Linked DNA regions of Gossypium hirsutum: all the other regions are linked to region 3. Evidence: chromatin contacts called from public Hi-C data. All regions are on one chromosome and are shown on one strand. Each heading gives the region's core, a stretch centred on a gene start, on an enhancer-like site or on the middle of the called end of the contact. The rest is flanking DNA. Distances are from core to core; before and after follow the strand shown. Region 1 holds the start of LOC107949701 (calmodulin-binding protein 60 A). Region 2 holds the start of LOC107949714 (probable Ufm1-specific protease). Region 3 holds the start of LOC107949707 (26S proteasome non-ATPase regulatory subunit 6 homolog).

The links. A called contact is a pair of places that touch in the nucleus more often than the background predicts.
Region 1: a Hi-C map of hypocotyl shows a contact between it and region 3, with 5 times the contacts expected there. The contact joins the promoter of LOC107949701 here to the promoter of LOC107949707 in region 3. A contact is called at or near these places in 19 of 34 Hi-C or Micro-C datasets (anther, callus, fibers and 4 more).
Region 2: a contact with region 3 is called in a Hi-C map of leaf, with 2.4 times the contacts expected there. The contact joins the promoter of LOC107949714 here to the promoter of LOC107949707 in region 3. A contact is called at or near these places in 2 of 34 Hi-C or Micro-C datasets (leaf and petal).

The regions. Positions count from the first base shown.
Region 1 is chrD03:41,765,422-41,769,189 of Gossypium_hirsutum_v2.1, forward strand. It overlaps LOC107949701 (calmodulin-binding protein 60 A), which reads right to left and starts at 1,340. Exons shown (of 7, transcript XM_016884434.1): 1 at 1,202-1,340; 2 at 473-551. The coding sequence starts at 1,257.
Region 2 is chrD03:41,226,614-41,230,733 of Gossypium_hirsutum_v2.1, forward strand. It overlaps LOC107949714 (probable Ufm1-specific protease), which reads left to right and starts at 1,255. Exons shown (of 14, transcript XM_041090126.1): 1 at 1,255-1,588; 2 at 1,686-2,042; 3 at 2,882-3,150; 4 at 3,312-3,399; 5 at 3,525-3,700. The coding sequence starts at 1,414.
Region 3 is chrD03:41,482,173-41,485,987 of Gossypium_hirsutum_v2.1, forward strand. LOC107949707 (26S proteasome non-ATPase regulatory subunit 6 homolog) reads left to right here and starts at 1,930. Exons shown (of 8, transcript XM_016884446.2): 1 at 1,930-2,227; 2 at 2,332-2,446; 3 at 3,709-3,799. The coding sequence starts at 1,945.

The sequences.
Region 1 (3,768 bases), core at 90-2,589, 280 kb after region 3:
CTGTTCTTTTATTCTTCCATGTCACTAAGTTCCCAAAAGGTAGAGTACAATACCTGGTAGGCGATATACTATCAGTGACATCCAACATTTATATATAGGCCCCTTTGGTGTGCTCCCTTAAGGACTGAAAACTTTGGCTTAATTCCCCATTGTTGGGTAATAAGTTTAGGCCTTCCAATTATAAGGAAAGCCTTAAGGAAAAAACTGCAACATGCAAATGTCAGCGCTGTATGTGTAACCGTATCCAAAATTTTTTACTCCCGTGTCCAAGCAGCGTGGACTATAATAACTGCTAAACTAAACCTCATTAAGCATAGGACACGGTAATTTATGATTTCAACTCTTGAGAAAGGCAAGCTCACTAATACTCTCTTTTACCATGTAAATAAAAATCTACACCTATTATATGCAGGAAAATGATAAATAATGTAGGAGCACTTTTGAAATAACATGATTAAAGAAAGAAACATACCACCCTACGAATTAATGGCTCCAAAACTGGCTCCAGCAAATGCTGGACTGATTGCAACTTCATCACCTCCTGAACCACACTACCATCGTTTACAAACAGATTAGCAACCAGAAGAAACACTATAAAAATAATGCATAATATTAGATGGATTATATTACCAATTCATCACAACACATGGATAGGTGTAAGTGAGGTTCAACCAAATGCCTAATTCAGTTATTTTAATTGGTTACAATATCAGCCAACAACTTTACTAAGAAATAAACTCAGTACAAATATTCACTCATTTAAACTTAAATATACCTAACAAGAAAACCCCAAATTATGCATCAATAAGGGAAAAAAGAAGAATGAAATTAAGGTAAGAAAGGAAAGGCGTGTACTTTCTCAATGTAGGAACCCTTCTCCGTTTATCCTGATCAGGAGTAAAGGCTTCTGAGGGTCGACCCTTAGTACTATCTTCTTGGGGTCTCTTATGAGACATTGTTAAAACTATTAACTCCAACAATGAAAACACCCCCAGAAGCTAAGCTGTTTGGATGGTGATGAGGTTCATTCACAAACACTAAAGAACCCAACATGCGGCACTTCAATTGAAAAGGAAACCAGCAGGAGGAGATACTATTTATTTATTCATTCATCAGTAAATGATAATCAAAGAGTAAATCCAAAAGTGGAAAAAAAGAAGAAGCAAGAGTTAAAACCCTTTTTCCCATCCCACTTTCCTACCCATTGTCTGAATTTGGCTGTGTCTGGGATGCTTCTTCACCCTGAATCTCTTTCATGATCCTGTATTGGCCCTTTCTCTCTCTCTCTCTCTCTCTCGTCTGAGTTTAACACTTTAACTGCTTGGGTAGGTGGTTGTGTTTCTGTGTTGTGTGTTTATATGTAACCAAAGGATATCCGTCTGAATGTGGGACCCCACTGACCCCGTTTTGGAACTAAACAAATCTATAAACATGATGTGCTGTCCTTTCTCTTTTTACTAGGGAATTATTGGAAGAAAGGAAATTTGATTTTCCTAAATTATCTATTAAATTTTAAATTAGCCTCGAGACTTAAAAAATTATTTTCTTTTTCTATTAGCTTGTTTAACATAATTGATTTTAATTTGTTTATTTATTCTTCCTATTTCATATATAGGTTAAATAGGCAATATATGTGGTTTTTTAATTGATTAAATAGGTCGTTTTTTTAAGATTTAGGAAAATAGGTCAATTTTGAAGACTGTTTGTGAAAGCGCGCCTAGCAAGACACGTTTACACACACTCTCCTCAGCCATCAATTTTTTTTATGATTTTTTAGGGTTAAGGTTGGTATTAAGGTTAGATTTTTTTGTTTAAGAATTAGGGTTTTTATTGGGTTTAAGGTTTTGAGAGTGAAACTGTGAAAGTTTATAGGTAGATTTGAAAGATTGGGGATACAAAAACGTATCTCAAAACACATACACTTCATATGTCATGTCAGGATAGGACCATTACCTAAGAAATTCATCTTATATAAGTCAGCTTTCAGGGTGACAATGCTTGATACAATCACGGGTTGAAGTCTAAGTGGAGGTCCTAGTCAACGGTCGTTATGCGGTCACAGGTTTGAGTATAACTGGGGGTCAGTTGGCGGTCGTTATGCAGTCACGAGTTCAAGCTTTTTGGATACCCGCAAATGATGCCTTATATATACCATACATAAGATTGATGCCATAATCATAGGAAAAAATGAAGGGCTTTTCGATGTAATCAATGTAATTTTTTTCTCTATTTCCAAGCAGTTGATATCTTTAACCTTTCATTCTTATCTGAGGGTTGGCATCGAGGTTGACACAAGAGGGCTCTCAAGCGAAAAACGAATGTTCAGGTGGAGTAAAAGTCAAACTTGAGTCGGTGCTACAACAGTTGTAGTTATTAATGATTTTTTACTAACTAAAAAGAGCATCACCTTTACTCCATCGAAATAGTCATTGCCCGCCGAAGAGTCCTCCTACGTCCACGACAATGCTGACCTTCTTCTAAGAAGGAAGGTTAAAGATATCGACTGCATGGAAATGGAGAAAAAAAATTGCGCCGATTATAGCGGGAAGCCCCACAGTTTTTCCTTATGGTTATGTCTTTAAAATTTTGTATGGTATTTATAAGGCAAAATCTTCGGGTGTCTAAAAAGTTTGAGCTCGTGCCCACATAACAACTGTTAAGTGGCTCCCCAGTTATACTCTGACCCGTGACCATATAAAGCATCGTCACCCCGGAACCTGACTTCCACAGGATAGGTTTCTGAGGTAATAGTCTCATCTTGGCAGGATATATGAAATGTGTGTCTCGGAACAATATCACATCACCGAAACTCAAGAATACCTCAAATAGGAATAAATATTATTGACGAAAATTTTGACCACTAAAGTAGGGAAGAAAACTGAGAGAGAGAAATATTTTAAAGTGGAAGGATGATGGTTGAGAAAGATGATGGTTAGGTATGATGGAGTATGAAAGGAGAGACCCTTTTTATAGGCGCGGGGGAGGGGTGAGATTGAAAAGGAAAAAACAACTTATGGTTGAAAACACGTCATAGAAGAGGCGTTTTCATCGAATATTTGAATGATGTGCCTCAAATCTTACCCAAGATTCCAAGGATCAAGGCACTTTGGCAGGCTTTGAATGGTGGCAGATAGAAAGCGAGTTCATCTAGCAAGCTTTTTGGCTGCCACTACGTTTTCAAGCACGCGTATGTTCAAATTGATTATGCTGAAACACATTTTCAAGCACAGAAGATCCTTTCATTATTATTATTCGATGAAAATGTGTTTTGAAGCGCGCCTTCCCTCTCTCTTTGTTCTTTTTTGTTATTAAACTACCGAAGTATTCAGTACTTAGACACAAGCAAATTAGTTCTTTTTTTTAAGAGTTGCATTGCGAGTGTCGTCTACATTTCTTTGGATAACCATCTGAAGATTTTTTGTTCTAAATATTTAATTTTTAAAAAAATGAAATGAGTTGACAAGTGAAATCTGTAATTTATTATAACAGTCAAATTTTCAATACAGACGTCGGGATTGTATTTGTAAGAGCCCAGTCCGTGGAATTGACTTTCAACTGTACCAATCAATTACGTGAGCTACAGACTAGAATCAAGAGGAAAACCGAGGGCTCAAGTTAGGGAAGAATTTCGAGCTTGAAATATAGATATCTGGCATTAGTGGACCCTTTTAAATATGAGCCATTTGATGTTAAAGGCGAGTTAGAGCCGGAGGCGATCATAAATTCGCATTACTCAAGTGGAAATGCTACAATAGAGTTATATGTTGA
Region 2 (4,120 bases), core at 5-2,504, 260 kb before region 3:
CTATTCCGACTAGCCCTAAATTCGGGCTGTTACATGTTTTAGTGCAAATACATTGTAAACAATTTGTTTATGTTAAATTTGTAGCTAAACTTTCAAGGGGAAAATTTTAGTGGAGAGAGTGATATTAGATAATGCATAGGAGTGAAGTTATAACTTGGTGAATGAGTTAAACTTAAATCATATCTTGTATTATTGATTGGTAGTAGATTACTTTTGAGAAAGGCCCTTAGACATAGAAAAAGGATCCAAACTACATAAAAATTCATCCATATCGTATTTTTTTCCTGTTTAAGTTGTTCATTTAGTTGCAACTTAATGCACAATTGACAAATAATTCAAGATTAACAATTGATATCAAAGTTAGAAAGTTGACGTATTAGGTGAAAGATCTTGCTGTTGAATTGCTTAAAGATGGAAGGTAACTTAATTTTGAGACCTTTTATGCTTTATGGCTTCAATTATGCCAATTAGAAAGCTCGGATGAGGGACTTTGTCAAGTTTTTAGATGAGAAAGTTTGGAAGGTTGTGTTAACTGGTTGAGAGCCTTCTACAACTAATGTTAGTGGTGTGAAAACTTACACACCAAAAACAACATGAACTGCAAAGGAAGATAAATTAGCTAATGCAAACCCAAAAGCCCTTAATGGTGTGGATTTTTAGAAATTTAGAAGGATCTCTAAATGCATTATTGCATAAAAAGCTTGGACAATTTTAAAAATTGCACATAAAGGGATTTTCACTATCAAATAGTCCAAACTCCAAATATTAACAATCGAGTTCAAAACTTATATGCTATTTTTAACCAATCATTTTCTTTTGGTGAGGAGTATTTGAATTCGGAGATGGTGCGCAAAGTGTTGAGGTCTCTCTCCAAATGTTTTGCAATTAAACTGACTCTTATAGAGGAGGCCAAAGACATTAATAGAATTAGGATTGATTGCAGACTTTTGATATTTCATGTTTGTAATATTAATGAATTTGAATATCATTTAAATTAACTTATTTTTGAAGTCATAACATTATGTCCAAAATAGACGTGTTAACTTTTTGCAATTACTTATTACAAAACTACTAAAAACATGAAATCTTAAATTAAACCTCTCGAAAGTAATGCTAAACTAACCTTAACCTTTGATTTTATTTATTGATAAAAATTGAATATTATAAAAATAGAATTATTTCTTATTTTATAATTTGTGAAAATAATTAAGGCGGACATCAAATAAATTGATTTTAATCCTATAGTAATGAGACAACTAACCATGAAATGTATTATAGTACCCCGACGGGATGATTAATAAGAGATGAGACGAGTCTCTTTTGGTCAAGAGAGTCGAAGCGGAATCCATAGGGCCGCCCAAACAAGCTGACATCAATTTCTGGAGGGTTTGAAAATTGGATCCATACTAGTCCATGGAGAAGAACACTAGAAGCATACGAATCGAGTGCCCTAAGCTGTTGATCACCCGAAATGAATCGGATCTCCAATGGTTAATCGGATCCCCATTTTTCCCTCCACTCACTATCATCTCCACCTTCAGATGCATCCATTCCAATTCCTCCGGCCCGGATTTCCCCAAGGAATCAGGTAAGCATCAAAACTCCCTTTTGGAAATATCTAAACTTCAATTTTAATTTGATTTCTTTTAACCAAAAGTTCCATCATTTGATTCCGACTGGAACAGAGGAAATCAGGACGCTACTCTTGAAAGGATTCGATGTAATTGGAGCGTTAATTGTTGGAAAATCCGATCCCGAAAAGACAGCGGCGAGGGCTGTTGAAGCTGCTCGGAAATTGAAGAAACTTTTAACTGGAACAACAAAACTGGAAAATGAAGAGACGATCGGAGCTGTTGCTGATCCGGATACTGGGGATATTCGTTTCTTTTTATCAGAGACAGAGAGTTCGACGAACTTCGAGTTGGTTAATCCTGTTTCGTACGGTGATAATCCTGAGAAATTCGTCTGGGAGAGTGGTTGTTTACTACTCTGCCAGCTTCCAATTAAATTGCCTGTCTGTTATCCTGCAAACAAGCCCTCTGGTAGCCTCTTTTCTTTATCACTTTATCTATGTTTAGCTTAAATGTGTGCATTTGGTCATTTTTTATTGTGGTTGAAATTATTAAGTACTACTTCTCTATAATAGTTCAATGCTTGTCGAATCAGCTAAGCCGTTTATGGCAGTTTGAAGTCAATTGATACTGGTGTTTTGTTCAATGCTGAAAACCTGAAATTGTCAAGTATTCCTTAGGATTTTTGGTAATGGAGTATTGGTGATTTTATAGTTGTTGCTTATGGAAAGAGGGATTTTATTAGAGCAGATAATATTAGCAATGTATTTGGGGCTAGTTAAGTGTTTGTCAAATTTTAAAGCCAATTAGAGATGGTGAACTTAGAGGCGACAGTGATTTTTATGTGGATATTCTGTGTGCTATATACAAAAGCTATGTTGCCTTTGACTCTTCTTTTTTTCTTGAAGTACTGGTGTTCGACATCTATGTCTGACACATTCTAACATGGTATGAAAATGACCCTCCAAATATACGTAAAAACTCAAAGTGGAATACACATTTGTCTGGGACATGTACCTGTACCTGAAAGGCTGAAACACCTGAGTCTAAGTAACATAGCATAAGCATTTATTCATTAAGCTTAGAGGTAACAGATGTGGTTAGTGAATCAACACTTAATTTGGAAGGATTTCTCAAGTGTGTTATTCTACCATGTTGGCTGCGGATCTGGACATGAAATTTTCATGCATAATGCATATGTACTTGTTGGAAATATCTCTGTAATTAATTTCCTTTGAAATTTTATGCTTGAACTTGTTCTATTATTTCCTCTTAGCATTCTAATGGGACAAGGTTCTTAATGACTTCAGATGCGGAGAGTATTTTCTCGCGTGCAATTGAAGCAGTTATTGCCAAGTTCAAAGACCCAAATGTTGTGTACCTGGTTAAAGCATCAAATAGAGCTTCTTTAGATGTAGTTCAACCTGTCATTCTTCGTGGTTCAGAATTGGATTTTGATGCGGCTGTAGCAAACATTGAGCTTTTGGATGAATCTGCTCAAAATTCTGAGAAAAAGCTTTTACGATGTGCACACTTTTGTTTAAAAAGTAAATCTACTTCACAGTTGTTGTCTGCTGAGGTAAAGAAATTAACTTAAGAATTATCCCATGTTATACTTTTACTGATAGGGTTATTATTTTTTTGTTTTTTCTCCTTTTGGTAGCTTGTTTATAATGTGTTCCACTGCATCTATTGCAATGGCTGTTGGTATTAGTTTTTGTGAAATATGTTTCTGCTTAGAATGCAGATATAATCCAAATAAGTGTTCTGCTTAATAGATCTGAAAAGTCTCCAAAATGCAGTGCACCTGCTGTAGAATACTTTCCAGGTATTGCTTTCAATTTCACTGAAGTTGCTACTTATGTTTGTTTATCTCATCTAAGCCTGTTTTATACTCACAAGTTCCTAGTCAAGTTCTTTGTCTCCCTCACTAAATGCATTTTCTCCTGTCAGCTACGGATGAAACTAGACTTTTGATTGTGGATTTCAAGCTAGAAGTACTCTGTTATGCAGTCCAGGGCATCCCGTTGATGCATGCTATTTCAAAGTTAATCATCCCTGGGTTAATTGACCAGTTAATTTCTATGAAGAAAATGAACTTGCCTTATTTGTTAACACAGCATCCAGAGGTAACATTCTACATATCATTAGTAGGGTCTTTATGACTCCATATATCTTCTTCAGAAAGTGATATACATGATATTTTCTTTTACCTTGATTCCCACCTTTGTTTTCCTGTTTCTTCCCCATTGAGGTTCTCTCTGCTAGATTGTGAAATTTCATGTCATGCATTCTGCCTTCTGGTTGTTCAACTTAGGTAAAGCTTTCCAGTTTCACCATCTTCTTAAAGAATTTACTAACTTACTCAAAAATACGTTTCAAATCTATATAATCTATATACTGAACTAAGTTTTTGAAGGTTGAGTGTTAAAAGCCACAGAATTTTAAGCTAAACAGGCTGTGTAACACTCTCAGTACAACCGAATGGAATTCCAAGCCACAATTTGCTTTGACACCATGTGCATCTGATATAGACTTGTCCATGGGCC
Region 3 (3,815 bases), core at 680-3,179:
TTTTTTACAAATTTAAGTAGAGAATTTTTAATATACTTTTTGTTATATCAAAATATTTGAAAAACTAGAGCTAAAAAAAATATGTTCAATAACAAACATGTTCAATAAGGAAATAACAATTATCAAGACGATTATTAAATAAAAAAATAAAAAAGTTTATAAAAGTTCTAAAAGTTATAAAGATTACTGTTTTTACATGTTTAGGTTTATTTTGGTCATAAATTCTCAATATAAAAATATTTTAAAAATTAGAAATAAATAATAAAAATGGTAAAAAAGATTATAAATAATTATTAAAAATCTAAAAATTTTAGAAAAGGAAAATGACAATAATTAAAAAGTAGCACATAAAAAGTATTAAAATCATAGCCCTAAATCTAACAGTTAAAAATTTAATTTGTTGTTTATTAATTATGAGTTTCAGATACAAACTCATAGAAGCTAATTTTCTGAAAATATGGTGCCCTCATAAATTTATAAATTGTATGTGGTGTATTTATATTTTGATGAAATTTTTAAAATGTTAATTTTTATACTTAAAAAGTTATTAACAATTTGCTTTTAATAATGTACGTGAACTAAGTTTATAACAATTTACTTTTAAATATGATTGTATAAATGTATTAATGTCCATTTTTTACAAAAAAAAAAATTCAAATCTTTAAATAATAAAAATATTAAGATTAAATTTTAAATTTTATTCGACATATTTTATATTTTTAATAGTTATTTATGTTTGATTATTTTTAAATATTTTTATAATATTTAAAATTTATATTCAAAATGAATCGAAATAAATGATTGCTGAAATTTATTTTAGACATGTAAAAACAATAAATTTTATAATTTTTTAGTATGTTATAATTTTTAATATTTTTATAATCATTTACTATTTTTAATAATTAATTTTACAATATTCAAATTTTTAAGATTTTTTATCTTTAAATATATGCTAGTATGTAAGGGCAACAATTTGCCCACATAACATGTCATGTGGGAGCTTCGTCAGCTACATTAATGCTGTTAACAAAAGGGGTAATTGAGTTTTTTTTTTCCATAAATGCTCAATTGGTTATACCTTTTACACTCCTTTGTCTTTTGCCTAATTTTGTTACTATGAGCTTTAGAAAAAAAAAAGTAAAGTAGAGGTGACTAGACCTGTTCATGGGTCGGGCCGGGCTGGGCCTAGAAAAATTTTGACCCACCTTTTAGGACCGGGCCCAGCCCGGGAAAAAAATAATAAGCTCGAGTCTGGCCCGGCCCGATTTTTAATAAACACAAAAAATATTTTAAAAATAAAAAATAAAAAATAAAAAAAATATTTTTAAAGTATTTAAAAATTAAAAATTAAAAAATAAAAAATAAAAATAAAAATAAATATTTATTATATTCGGGCCGGGCTCGGGCCAAAAAAGTTGAGCCAGAGCCCGGCCCATTTTTTAAACGAGCCTATTTTTTGCCCAAGCCCATATTTCGGGCCTATATTTTTACCCGAACCCTCCCATATTTTGGACGGGCCATTGGGCCGGGCCGGGCCGCCCGGCCCATGGACAGGTCTAGAGGTGACCCGAATATAGTTTTTTTACTGGTTATCTCGTATTAAAAATTTACAAAATAGTGATTCAATTATTTAATTATCTTTTTTTATCACTAAAAAATAAAAATAGCTCAGTGATAAAAATAAATAAAAAAAATAATTGAATAAAAAAAACATAGTTAAGTATCTAGTAATAAAAAAAATTGGTTGGGCTAGGAAGTAGGAAGTAGAGGTGATCATGGGCCGGGTGGCCCGACCCAGCCCAACGGCCCATCTAAAATATGGCAGGATTCGAATAAAAATATAGGCTCGAAATATAAGTTTGGGCAAAAAAAGAATTTTTTATTTTTAAAATTTTAAAATATATTTTTTATTTTTAAAATAAATTTTTAGTGTTCATTTAAAAAATGGGCGGGCCGGACTCGGATGTGAGCCAAAATTTTTGTATCCCAAACCAGATTTATTTTCCTATTTCTCAGTTCCCGAGCTATCTCAAAAGAGAAGCAGGGCTCCTTTCGCTCCAACTCAGTGTTCACTACATCGACTCAGCCATGGACACACAAGATGGAACTCAGCAGTCACAGCAACTCATCCTTGCTCACAACGTCTTCCTCCTCAAGCATCCAGACGTCTCTGACATCGAGAAGGTCCGCCTCAGCGATGAGGTCCTCAACTCGGTCCAATCCAATGGTAACTTCCCAGATTCAACTCTTCTCCTTGCGAGTTAATTATTTCGGTTCTAATTTTACACGATATGCGTTGCTTTTTTTTTTTCGTTGTTGTGGTGGTTTTAGATATGACTTCATATTATGAAACCCTCGTTACTGATAAAGTGTTGGAGCTGGATCAGAGCCTTTTGGAATCGATGCGTGCCAAGAATGAGGAGGAGATTAAGAAGCTTGACGAGAAGTGAGTATTTCTTTTTGCCCCCTTTAATTTTCGTTTCCTGTGTGGTTGCTAGTTAATAAAAAGTTACTTTACCGTAGATTTAGGTTTTCTGGCCTTAATTGTTGATGGGAAGTATATATTTAAGGTTTTTGGTTCACATTGTTGGTTAGGGTTTGTTTAATTCTCAATTGATGAGAATATAATGTGGAACTTTTAGCCTAACGTGTATTGACTGTATCATTTGCTTGGTGATTGGGAACTTTTAGTGGATTGAGTTTTTGGAGAAACAGACAGATTATGAACCACTAAGGGGTTTCAAGAATTGAAACTTTAATCGAGTGTTTTGAGTGTTTGAATTTTAAATTCCTTTTTGTTGCTTTGATATCTTTATGCCTTGCAACTTTTCTTGGTCATTTTTTTATTAGCAGCTGTTATTATGAGAGTTGCTTTATTATGGTTACCTGTTTGGAGTTGTAACATTTACAAGAGGTATGCCCATGAACTACTGTTAATCAAATACAGCTGAGCTAGATAGATAATGAGTTGAATGTTCTTCTTTTACCGCCAAGACCAAAGTTGGTATAATTCATTGTAGTAGCTGAATTATCTCAACTCTCGGGGTCTGTAATAAAAACGAAGTGGGATGAAGTAATCATTGCTAATGTTCCTATTTTTGGTGAATTAAATACACACACTAAAAGCCCCAAGGCAGTACCAACCCAATTACAATGCTGGTTTTATAAAACAATAGATCAACAAATTCTATAGCATTATTTACTTTTAACACTATATACAAAAAATATTTAGATGGATTTGAATCTGTAGCATTTTGTTTTTCTATCTATACAAGAATGTACACTTCCAAGATAATAACTCCTTGTCAGTTGCCTGACAGTCAATCTCTTTCTCCACAGCATTCACAAAATAGTTAGAGGGGAATTGATAGCATTTTTCTATCTATATAAGAATGTACGCCCAGTCAAGATCATAACTCATTCAATTGCTTGAGAGTTTGCATGGTAATATTATTAGGATTTAGAACTAAATGATGTTATCAATTAAAGAGGGAATAATTTTTTGTCAATGATGAATGCTTTAATATAAGAATGATGGAATGGCATTAATTTTCTTCTAAAACTCTCGCATCTAAACTATGTCGCAATATCTTTCAACCACCAGTCTGCCTCTTTAACAAAGGAAAGAAACAATCTTAACATATGAGAGTAATTACTCTTTTCTTATTGAATTATGTTTTAACTCATGTCTGCCTTTTGGCATTGTAGGATTGCTGATGCTGAAGAAAACTTAGGTGAAAGTGAAGTTCGAGAAGCACATTTAACAAAATCCTTATATTACATTCGGATAGGTGAAAAGGTATTTATAATTGTAG